Linked DNA regions of Sus scrofa: region 2 is linked to region 1. A link is a contact called in public HiChIP or PLAC-seq data. All regions are on one chromosome and are shown on one strand. Each heading gives the region's core, a stretch centred on a gene start, on an enhancer-like site or on the middle of the called end of the contact. The rest is flanking DNA. Distances are from core to core; before and after follow the strand shown.

Evidence for each region. HiChIP or PLAC-seq counts read pairs in DNA pulled down with a chosen protein or histone mark.
Region 2: a contact with region 1 is called in an H3K27ac HiChIP or PLAC-seq map of skeletal muscle. The contact joins the promoter of LOC102165279 here to the promoter of DSN1 in region 1. A contact is called at or near these places in 1 of 5 promoter capture datasets (fetal skeletal muscle), 3 of 47 Hi-C or Micro-C datasets (epiblast stem cells, fetal skeletal muscle and liver) and 2 of 2 datasets of contacts at active chromatin or transcription factors (alveolar macrophages and skeletal muscle).

What each region holds. Positions count from the first base shown.
Region 1 is chr17:40,015,918-40,018,739 of Sscrofa11.1, reverse strand. It overlaps DSN1 (DSN1 homolog, MIS12 kinetochore complex component), which reads left to right and starts at 1,384. Exons shown (of 11, transcript NM_001243366.1): 1 at 1,384-1,558.
Region 2 is chr17:40,097,066-40,099,887 of Sscrofa11.1, reverse strand. LOC102165279 (transcription initiation factor TFIID subunit 4-like) reads right to left here and starts at 1,489. Exons shown (of 3, transcript XR_002340154.1): 1 at 1,424-1,489. It overlaps SOGA1 (protein SOGA1), which reads left to right and starts at 1,086. Exons shown (of 15, transcript XM_005672920.3): 1 at 1,086-1,760. The coding sequence starts at 1,086.

The sequences.
Region 1 (2,822 bases), core at 135-2,634:
CAGGGAGAGGGAACAGCATGTGTGAAAGCAGAGCAGAACTGGAGAGCTGAAAGAAGTCACTGACACAGGGAGTAATGAAACAGGCTAGGTCAGGTCACACAGTGCCTTAGGAGGGAAGGAATGCCCACATCCTATGGACAGTAGAGAGCCATGGAAGAAATGAAAGCAGTCAAAGTACATAAAGAATGTATTGGATCTGGATTCCATGAAGCAAGATACTCACCTTGGTCCCAGGACAGCCAGTTCTGGCTGGGTTCTGTTCTTGGGACATGGACAAGGGAGTAGTTAAAAGGGGTAGGGTGGACATAGAAGGAACTCGGTCCCAGAAAGAGATATTCAGAGAGCAAAGAGCAAATCTCTGCTTTCAGATGGCTGTTGAGAGCTAATATACTGGAACCACAGGATGGAAATTTCAGGAAGGCAAATTTCTGCCTACCACCAGGAAACTTTTCCAAGGACCACAGCTGCTGTGGAAAGATGACCACAGTCACATTCCAGCTGCTGCTCACCAACCCTTCTTTTAGATTTTGTGGACTGCTTGTAATTCAACACTTGGAGGTCTCAGGTCTGAAAGGACTGCACATGTAAGGGGTCATTCTGATGGCATCATGGTGAGATCTGGAAGCCCTCAAGCCAGCAAGGGATAGTGGACCAGGCCCACACGGGGCTCCTGGGAGCACAGAAAGGGCATCTACTTTTCAGCCTAGGGCCTCAGAGAAGGCTCTGAGATGAATCCTCCGCTGAGGCTTAAAACTGGAGAAATTCGCCAGGAACAAGCAGAGAAGGGCTTCCCAGGCAGAGAGTGAACAGCTTGAGCAAAGGAGCAGAAACAACAGGGGTGGAGAGAAGAGTGGCAAGCAGTTTGGGGAGGGGGTGACCTGCAATGAGGCTGCAAAGGAGAATTCCTGAACTTTGCCAAGTACTGAAGGGGCCGCAAAAGGAGAAAATGTGCTAGAGCGGGACTGGAAGAAGTGCTCCCAGTCTGCCCTGAGAGGGTCACGGTCCACATTTTTTAGAGTTAAGAAAATAAAAGGAAGGGGGATCATGGGTTCATCATTGCCCATCCGCTAAAGCACTGTAAGTACCTCTCTGGGCCTCTGTCTTCCCCTCTTAGAAAGACTCTGGGCACATCCTGCGCAAAGGACCCGACCCTATGACGTAACCTAGTTAGTGACTCCCTGGGCGTGGCGGAGCTGAGAAGGTGGGGACTGTGGCCGGCCAACTCTGGGCGGGGAAAGACTTCAACAAAGGGGGCGGAGCTCGTAAAAGGCTTGCACTCCAGTTTGCGCATGCACTTTGAGGGAAAGCTAGCGTTGTGCGCCTGCGCCTGCGCGTGCGCGAGTCAGGGAAGCCGCCAGCGGCGCATGCGTCCTTGGCCGGCGGGAGTTTTACTAGGGGCAGGGTTGGCGCCGGCGGGTATTTAGGGCCGCGGACCCAGACTGGAAAGTAGTAGCGTACTTGCGCGGGCCGTCCGGAAGTAACTCGGCATCGCGGAGAGATACCTGAGGCCTTGTGTTTCGAGAACGGAGACTCAGTGCTGGACAGGCGTCGCTTTGAGGTCAGGAAGTAGTAGAACTCTCCCTGGACGCGGTCCGGCCCACTATCGCAGTAGCCTCTTAGGGGTTGGACCCCTCTCGGCCCAGACGCGATCCCACCAGTCGCCAGCGCCCGACAGCAGGACTGTGGGGGCGGGAGGGAGCATTGCCATCTCCCGGCGAGATGAAGCCTGAGGGGGGGCAGCTCCTCATTCGGTGCCTGTTTGCAGAGCCCACGGTCTAGACTCTAGAACAGTGGTTGAGGGTTAGGGGTGGGTCACAATTTGGTTCGAATTTCGCCCCTGCTCTAGGCTGGCTGCATAACAATTTGGAGCCAGACTTTTGACCCTCTGCACCTCAGTTTCTCTATCTGCAACGTGGAATTAATGATGGTTCTTAGCAAGCAGTGGGAAGGACTAAATGGGATAATGAGGCAAAGCCCTAGCATATAGTAAGCCCTTAACAAGTCACTGTTGTTGGTTTCATCTAGTGATACAGTCGAAATTGTGGTGATTTAGATCTTTGACCCACCCCTTGTCCTGTGTTGTGTCTCCACATACATTCATTTCTCTTTTCTAAGCACCCCACCACCACCCCCAACATGCAGATTTCTGCTGGGGAAAGGGGGAAGCATGGAAGATGCACAGAGATGCCTCAGTCATGTCCCTGCCCTCTTCCAGTGAGTCAGTTGTCTGTGACAGGCACTAGAAATAGTCTGGCTGGGGAGACAGACATAAACAGACTGTACAGCCAGTGCTAGGGAGACCTAGGGGTGGAGCAACCGACTGTACCAAAGAGAAGTGGTGTGAAAGTTCACACCTGAGCTAGATTGAGAGGGATGAGTAAGTCTGACAGGCAGTGAATGCAAAGATTCCACAGTGGTGTGTGAAATGGGACGGCAGGAGAAAACAGGAATGGTTGGTTGGGACTGGCTTCTGGAAGGTGTTGAGTTCACTGGAAGAATCTCTGCTGCTGTCTAAAGAATGAATTGGAGAGGAGCACTGTTGCATGTATGAAAACTAGTGGAGAGGCTGTTAGACTCCTGTGGGGAGGAGGTGATAGAAATTATGGGACCTGAACTAAATTGATAACTGGTGACGGAGAAAAATTTTACAGGCCTTTGGATCTGGAGAATTAATGCTGATGTGTTTTTTTTCATGTTTTGATGACTGTGTAGATCCTACTGCCATCAACTGAATTAATGGAATTAGGGTCTCGTTAAAAACAAAATAATTGGGAGATAAGATGGAGCATGTGTTAAGGGAGTTATGAGTATTTCTAGATAAA
Region 2 (2,822 bases), core at 240-2,739, 81 kb before region 1:
CTTCTCAGAACGGGTCGCCTCCATTTTAGCCAAGCAGAGCCTGAGAGCAGTCTCTGATCCCCTATCAGGGTAGGGGGAAGCGGTAGTACGCCCGGGTCAAGACGTGCAGAGCCGGGCATTCATCCAGGGCTCCACGCTCCCAACAGTTGTGAGAGGGAAGCCGAAGCAGAAGGTGTGGATCTGCGAGGTTGGGATTCCATCCCCGCTCTGCCACTGACTGACCTTGGGTTAATCGTGTGCCCGCCCTAGGCATCACTTTACGCATCTGTACAATGGGATAATCCGTCTCGCTCTGCGAGGTTCGGGGGGCGGAGTTCGCGCACGCTCCGCACAGCCGCGAGGGGCGAGGGACTCGGCGTGTATATGGATGCTGGCTCCAGCGATCTGAGGTCTGCCCGGCCTCTGCCTGGCAGTCCTCCCTCTCGCCGCTCGCGCGACCCCTGCTCGGACGCGGGGAGCAGGGGGGCCTCCGCCGGGTGCGCTCTCCGGGCCGGCAGGGGAGGGGGCGGCGGCGGAGCGGAGGAGAAAGGAGCCCGGGCCGCGGCGGACCCGGCCCGCCTGACCCTCGAGGGGGTCGCTGTTGCCTCGCAGATCCCTCCCTCGCTCGCTGCCTGCGTCCCTCCCTGCCGCTCCCGCCGCGTCCGCCTTTTGTTCGCGGAGCCGCGCGCCCCCGAGCCCAGGCGGCGGGGCGGGGAGCTGGCGGGGCTGCGCGGGGGCGGGCCGCGCCGGGCGGAGCCGGGGCCCGGGCCGCAGCCGGACTCGGAGCCCGAGGGAGCGATAGGCGCGCTGGCAGCCGGGGCCCGGGCGCGCTCCGGGGGCGCGGCGAGGCCGAGGGGGCGGGCGCCGGGCGGAGCCGGAGCCGGAGCCGGGGCGCCTGGAGGCGATCGGGCCGCTCTCTCCGAGCTCAGAGTAGCGGAGAGACCGTGCGGCGGGAGTCGGGGCCAGAGCGCAGCCCGGGAGCTGAGGTGGGCCGAGAGCAGACGCGGCCCGAGCGGCAGGAGAGGCGCCGGGGACCTCCCCCCGGGCGCGGAGGCCGGGCGGGCCCGGGCCATGCCTGCAGCTCACTGAGGCCAAGGGAGGCCGCGATGGAGGTGCCGGCGGGGGAGCCCCCTGCTCGGGGCTGCGGCCCCCCGCCCGCGCCAGCCCCTGAGAGGAAGAAGAGCCACCGAGCGCCGTCGCCGGCCCGACCCAAGGACGTGGCCGGCTGGTCGCTGGCCAAGGGCCGCCGCGGCCCAGGCCCGGGCGCCGCAGCCGCCTGCAGCTCCGCGTCCTCGGCGCGGCCGGACAAGAAGGGGCGTGCGGTGGCGCCCGGGGCGCGGGGAGCAGGGACGCGGGTGGCCGGGGTCCGCACCGGGGTCCGCGCCAAGGGCCGTCCGCGCCCAGGCACCGGGCCGCGACCGCCGCCACCGCCGCCCAGCCTCACCGACAGCAGCTCAGAGGTGTCGGACTGCGCGTCGGAGGAGGCGCGTCTGCTGGGCCTGGAGCTGGCGCTGAGCAGCGACGCCGAGTCAGCGGCCGGGGGCCCGGCGGGGGCCCGCACTGGGCAGCCGCCGCAGCCCGCGCCGCCCGCTCAGCAGCCTCCGCGGCCTCCCGCCTCCCCGGAGGAGCCGTCGGTGGCCGCGTCGTCGGTGGGCAGCAGCCGCCTGCCACTCAGCGCCTCGCTCGCCTTCTCCGACCTCACGGAGGAGATGCTGGACTGCGGGCCCGGCGGCTTCATGAGAGAGCTGGAGGAGCTGCGCTCGGAGAACGACTATCTCAAGGTGGGGGCGCTGGTGGGGGAATGGGAGGCCGCGGGAGGCGTGGGTGGCAGCCCCTCTGGCCAGAGGCACCAGCTGGCCGCTGCCCCAACGCCTGAGCTGGAAAGGGGCCTAAACCCTCAGGGGCACCCTGAGGTCTGCCTGGGGCTCCCCCGCATTCCGCTCCTTACTGTGTCTGGGAAACCTTCTCCTGAGGGAGGAACCTGGAAGCGGAGACTGCCCAAAGGCGCCTGGTTGGGGAAGGGGGCCTTGGAAGAAGTGCTTTGGAGGATGCCTAGGTGCGGTACTTGGGATGGAGGTGGGTAATCAATCAGTGAGGGGCTGGGCCTCTGATTCAGCTGCTCAGAACCCCCACCCCCACCCCAGGCCAGAGGCCAGACCTTTGGGGGCTCTCCTTTCCGGAAGAGGCGCTGGTCTGCACTGCTGCCAGGAAGACCCATGCCATCCCCTGCCAAGGAGAGGCCAGAACACCATCCTGAATCTTAACCCAGGGCTTTCCTGGCCCAGGCCTGTCCCTGCCTGCTTTTCAGGGCGGGTCCCGTTTGAAAGCATGACATCTGGGAACATCCCCTTGGCTGGAGTCCGACTTCCGCCCAGTCTAACGGTCCCACAGCCCGGGAGGATGATGTTGTGGGAGAACCGGTTCAGAGGCAGCTTCCTAAATCCCAGGATATTGTCTTCTGCTTAGTTTGGGACAGGCCCTGTACACACAGTGAATGCGTTGGTGCTTCACTGCCAGTGCCCATCTTCTTCCCATGTTACCAGTGCGAGGAGGGGCTCTGACATCCCAAAAGAGCATCCCTCTGGGTGTGTGGGGGCCTGAGAGCTTCCATGGGAGAACAGACTTTGCCTTCACCCCTGCAGGGGACATGAACACCTACTGGGTGCAGGCCAGGCTCTGTCTGTTCACTGCCTGGCACCGAGGCAGCCTCAGGGACAGCCCAGCCCTTATGTGTTGATGTTGGCCTGGGAGACTGGAAGCTTCGTGGGTTCTAGTGCCACGAGCTGGGCATGGTTTTGGAAGAGGCTGAAATGTTACCTACTCTTATCAGTTGATGTCCTGGC